2 separate regions of the Siniperca chuatsi genome follow, and region 1 is linked to region 2. A link is a contact called in public Hi-C data. All regions are on one chromosome and are shown on one strand. Each heading gives the region's core, a stretch centred on a gene start, on an enhancer-like site or on the middle of the called end of the contact. The rest is flanking DNA. Distances are from core to core; before and after follow the strand shown.

Region 1 (2,930 bases), core at 344-2,843, 41 kb after region 2:
CTGCAGACTTAATGGATCAATAAGAACCATTGACTTATTAACATTTATACAGCAGTTGCAGATTACCTACTAACGTTTGCCTTATTGGAAAGTGAGAAACTCTTGGCCATTTATTAGTGACTTTATTAATGACTCCACAGCGGTGGTGGAGGTAATAAATTACTGTACTTAAGTAGAATTTTAAAGTATTTGTAGTTTACTTTTTAATTTCCATTTTACACTTGTTTACACTTTACTTTATTTGAGAGGGAAATATCATACATTTATTACACATTTATTTGACAGAATAGTTACAAGTTACTTTTCAAATTAAGATTTTACATACAAGACATATAATTCATCAACTTGTAAAATATGCTGATTGTTATATATTAAACTATCCGAAAGTATATAAATTAATTAAAAATAGCTCCAACTCGATCTACCAGAACACTAAAATATTGTTAACACATTAATGCATCAGTAGCATCAGTATATATATATATATATATATATATATACACACATGGAAAGGTCCATTGTGCATAAAAAGTATTATCACTTTTGATACTTCAAGTACATTTAGCTGATAATACATTTGTACTTTTACCCAAGTAAGATTTTGAATGCAGGACTTTTACTTGTAATGGAGTATTTGACATTATGGTATTTCCACTTTTACACAACTAAAGGATCTGGATACTTCTTTTACCCAACCTGGCAGCCCAAAATGTATTAATGGCTTATATCTGATCTATTAAGCATTAGTAAATGATGTATTAACATTAATAAAGCCACTACTAACTGATTGTAAACCCTTTATAAAGGGTGACTTATTAGAAACTGTACCCAGCTTATTAAACTAATTTCGGACCAACGTTACAGCTCTATCTCATTCATGTCCTGTTAAGAGCAAGAACCCAAGGTTTGATGGTTTTAGTTTAATGAACTTTTTACAACAAACCACTGAAGATACTCAGCCTAACCGCCCTCCTCTCTTTCCACTCTTCTTTGTCTCATCATGCTTACATTCACCTCTACTTCTTCCAAAAGAAAGACAGGAACACAGCTTAAAAACAGATAAGCAACATATTAAGTATAGGCTATGATTTTCTATCTTACCTTTGACTGAACCATGCCGTCAGCTCGTAAGAATAAGTGGCTTCACTACCGTCCTAATATGGATCTGGTAATACTAATAACCGAACAGTAATTCATCGTTTAACTTGCACCAATATGGAATTAAGTCAAATAAAACAGGCTTATATGGTCTGCAAGGAGTCCGCACGCGCTATGAACGTGCAACCATCCACCCATGTGCACCTGTCCGACCTGGACTGCAGCACTGCGAGGGAAAGCAGCAACGCACACTCTTTAATCACCTTCACCTGAGTACAGACCAATGTACAGAGAGTGTGTGCGTAGGAAAAGTGGAAAAGAAGCACAGCGGCTGCGGTAAAAGGTGAAAGCAATAAAGCGGTAAAGACCGACGCACCTGCTTGTTTCCTGAAGTCCACAAAAAAAATCCTCAGAGTCGTCCTCTCTCTCGCGAAACAGCGAGCTCCTCTGCTGCTACTGCTGCTGCAGTTACCCAGTGCTCACAACCAAGTCTCCCCCCACCCCCCGTCACACACACACACACACACACACACACACACACACACACACACACACACACACACACACACAGGATTCATAGCCTCAAGTCCACATGCCTTATCTAATGACCACACAGTTTCCTCATGTATTTTTCGTTGTCTTGATACATAAACGTTGTGTTTTGGGGTTATTTTTGTTATGGAGATTTTTTTTCAAATAATATAACAAATTTTAGAAGAATGCCTTTTATTTTTATGATTTTATGTCCTGGTAAGATTATTATAAATTATAGGCCTATAATATTCTGTTCGGATATTACTATATGTGTGTTTTTAATGTCTGTAACTCACTGTTGTTGCAGCCTATCTTGACCTGGACACTCAATGAGGCTTTCACGATTAAATAAAGCTTAAATAGAATTTAAAAATAGCACTTAATGGGTGGAAGAAGAAAAAATAAAGTACATTAATGGCATGATCTTTCAGTGTTTAATATAGGAAGCTATGAAGTCCACATAGAAATAGAAATAACATTTTACCTATACCTTTCGTTATGAATATTATAGGAATGTTATTGTTTCTTAAGATTGCCTGAAAACTGTACTAAGCACTTTCTTAGCATTTATTTTAATGTTTCCTACTGTGTCTCTAAATATAGTCTGAATAGTATCCATGTGATCTGTGCCTCGTGACTGACACCTGCTGGAGAAGAGATGGAAAGATTAAAATTCAAGGAATAAGTCTTTTTCCTGTTCCCTCTTCCATTCTCTTCCATGGAAATCCACCTATTTACATAAATGTTTTAGGACAGTGGTCTAAATTACATGTGCCATATAGGCTACTAGTATATATCTGGGCCTATATAATTCGATATACCATCATCTATAGTTCAGATTGTCACAAACAGGGTAATTCCTGAAGTTCCTTCTGAAAGCACAAGCTCTTTTCCTGTTTGTTCTACTCTTTCCTTTTTGTTCCCATTGAAATTTAATAATAGAGGGAGATACATGATGGTCCAACACTCTTCCAGAGCTACTTGACATTAACATGGTGACTGATGTAGAGATGGAAACTGAAAACAAAGGTATGTTTTAACATATTAAGTTGGAACTTAAACAGGCTAAATCTGAGCTCTACAACAGTGACTGACTGACTTGTCTGAGTTCATTCAACAGTCATGGTGAAGAGTAAGGTTGTTTGCAACAGAAATGCAACAGTGATTTAATTGTGCAAACATGCAGCCTTTAAAAGTGTAGTGGTTGATGTGAAAACTATTAAAATTTAAATTAGTTTCACAGGTATATTGTTTACACTTTAAAATGGAAATGTATAGCACAATAGTGATTCTCAGAT
Region 2 (3,130 bases), core at 112-2,611:
TTTGTCTTCTTCCCTTCTCTTCAGGGAGTTTATTGAAGAGGGAGTGGTGGATTATGCCAAGAAGAACCCTGCAACTGTCGTGTATGTGTCTCCTCAGGCATGCAGGATACCCAAAATAGTTGCAGAATACTGTAAGTGCTCATGAATTTGTGTTTTGATGGGACATCTGACTAATCCTGAATTCCTTTCCTCATTATAGCACGTTTTCACATATAGAATAATGCTTTATTTTACAGGTCCCGCAATTTCCTAAATATTTCCTAGAAAGTTCCTCTAAAAGAACTGTGTAATTTGGTTCTGATCACAGGGAAAATACATTTCTGAGACAGTTGTATGAGTTAAGCTAGTTGTGTTGAGTTTATAAGCAGTGGATGATTTCCAAAGGAATTTATTTGAAAGAACTGCTAAAATGACTTGAAAAACATACAGAGATCCTTTACACCCAAGTAAAGAGCCATGTATTATTGTATTCTCCATATATGTTTGCCTGGAGAACATTGTCTCAATTTCCCTGATAATTAGTACCAAATTACACAGTAATTACATAGGAATTTATAGTCACATATCAGCTCCTTTCTAGGATATTAAACTGTGGGTAAGTTGTAGTGTAAAATAAAGTGTTACCACATTAATACTTGCTGCATTATTTTCCTGTGTTCTCAATCACGTTTTTAAGGCCTGTTTAGTGAACTATTTAGTTACAATACTTACTTTAATGTATTACACCAGGATAATGCACTCAGTATCAATTCTGCCTTCCAGCGAGGGCTAACAATAAAACAAAAAACAATGACAAAATACTTTCTTTGTCATTGTTATTGATATCATCAAAATGTTAAGCAGACTTCTGAAGCAAATTGTTCTATTAAAAAGTTGTACTTTGGCCATGCTGAAACATCAAAATGCTACTTGTTGAAAATCATAGGCATGCTTTACAGTTGAAAGGTCAGGTTCAGGGATATAATCAATCTTTTTGGTGAAGTGTGTGACAAGTTTAAGCAATAAATGTATAAGAAACATGAAAAGTGAACTTCAGTAAAGTAGTATGGGATTATATTTGTTACTACGCCTAGATACTGTAGGGGGCAGTATAACACTGTTTTTTCTGAAAATGCCACTGGGGGTTTCAAATGACTTGTTAAATAGTCTCACCCAGAATCATATGTTCTTGTTGACACTGTTACATTTCACAACAGGCAGGTTTGTCAATAAGAAAAGTATGTACTTTTCCTCACTCCTCACTCATGAGTTGCTCCTCACTCCTGCTTAGTTATTTCCTCTTTTTCCTTCCTGCAGTAAACGGCAACGTGAGGGAAGAAATCGTCACAAGCAAAACATCTCCGCAGATTTCAGAGCTCTTGACCAAGCTGACCAATCAGTCTGGCCTGGACGTCATCCGCATCCGCAAGCCCTTCCACACAGACAACCCCAGTATCCAGGGCCAGTGGCACCCATTCACCAACCGGCCCCTGTCTATCGGCCCCATCAGGCCACAGAAACAGAACTCCGAATAAGGACTAACTTAAAGTTTGAAGTTTGAGTTTAAAGTCAGAACCTTTGTGCTTAATTTCTCATTACTCTTGCAAGATATGTCCTTTTTTTTAAAAGTGTCTGCAATCTAAATTATTATCACAGGTCAGGTGGTTCTCATTTTTGCAGCAATTTTCCATTTTGTTTGTTGGATAATTCTGCAGAAGACCCCACTATCGACTGAATATTTTTTACCTTGCCCTTCTGTCTGGTGGTGGCAGCAAAGCCACTTTGGCTGTGCAGGAAAGTGCACACAGCACCAGCTCTGAATGCCACATTTAAATAGGTTTTACATGAATCCACCAGAGGCTTGTCAGCTGGCATATTAAAAAGCAGATAACCGTTTAATCTTAAGGTTATTTGAAGATTAGTGTAATAAACTGCATCACTTCGAGAGCAAATGTATGAAATAAAGAAAATATTTTTTGTGCAAATGATGGCATTTGTGTTTAAATTTAGATTTTCTTTCGTTGTATTTGAACAGCTTGTCAGAAAAAGATCAACACAGCAAAACTGATTGCAGTGGTGCTGTCTGCATCGTTAAGTCTGACTGACTGATTTAAGACAACACAGATGTACACCTGTTTTTATTTGTATGAAACGGGTAATGTATGTTTTTACAGCTTAATACTGAAGTTTGAAGGTTTCCTCTCTGCACAACCTTAAATGATCTTAAATGAACATGACAGATGGTTGTGTGATAGCTTGAGGGACAAGTCTTAACCTTCAGCACAGAGCTGTCCTCTATCGGCTCTAAGAGGAACAGAAAACTAACACTTCTCTAGTGGGTGATTTGTTTAAATTTAACAAGGTGGATGTTGGCAAAACTACTTGCTGCTTTCTTTGCAGTTTTTACCCTGAATTCATCATTTTTGACTGCAAAAGGCATGCCGGTTGACCCTACTTTCCCTCCACAGGTGACCTCTGTATTCTTCTTAACAAAAATACATCCATACAACCAAGTACTAGTCATCAGATGAATACAAATAAGCAGACTCCTATGGAGTGAACGTGAAAGGTGCCCCCAGGACAGATTGCTTGTTTCTGCTGATTGATGGATACCAGTCTGCTGGCATATATAACTCTGGCCGCAGGAAATTGTTAGGCTATCTGTGAAAATTTATGTAGGATAAGAGCGTGAGATGACTGCAGAGGATGTTGATGAGCGAGAGGCAGTGAAGCTGAGCTCTGCAGCGGGACACTGATGCTGATTTTACTAATTTTCTCCCAAATATCTGTATTTGAGTTGCGTTTATGGATGTGAATGCCCTCTCCCTTTAACTTACCCTCAGACATATAGACTGCAGTTACTGTTTGTCACTGCTTAGCCAATAGAAGTGGCTAACTTTACATGATCTCTAAACTTATATCACCAAACCAGACATTGTGGTGGCTTTAGCTGTTTAGCCTGTTTTAATAAAACATTTGCTGATGATGTGACAATGTTTTCTGCTGTTTCATGCTCACTTCCTGCATTTTAATTTATCTATGGCACCAATTGCAGATATCAGAGCCACTGTGCTCTCATCACACCCGCTCCCCCCAATGGGAACTGGCACAGCTAGACCCACGCTAGGACATTAAAGGCTCTAAATAAAGA

What was found. Hi-C and Micro-C count contacts between places; a contact is called where the count stands out from the background.
Region 1: a Hi-C map of liver shows a contact between it and region 2, with 2.3 times the contacts expected there. The contact joins the promoter of sema4gb here to the enhancer-like site in region 2. A contact is called at or near these places in 3 of 3 Hi-C or Micro-C datasets (liver, skeletal muscle and an unstated tissue).

The regions. Positions count from the first base shown.
Region 1 is chrLG20:5,854,774-5,857,703 of ASM2008510v1, forward strand. It overlaps sema4gb (semaphorin-4G), which reads right to left and starts at 1,594. Exons shown (of 15, transcript XM_044178387.1): 1 at 1,475-1,594.
Region 2 is chrLG20:5,813,715-5,816,844 of ASM2008510v1, forward strand. mrpl43 (39S ribosomal protein L43, mitochondrial) reads left to right here. Exons shown (of 3, transcript XM_044178390.1): 2 at 25-131; 3 at 1,297-2,970. The coding sequence ends at 1,514. Among protein-coding and RNA genes, the nearest start is that of mrpl43, 2.9 kb to the left of the region's middle. Within about 2 kb of position 1,362, the one cell type or tissue checked has an H3K27ac peak away from gene starts, as active enhancers do. A contact at or near this core is called in liver, where this site is marked.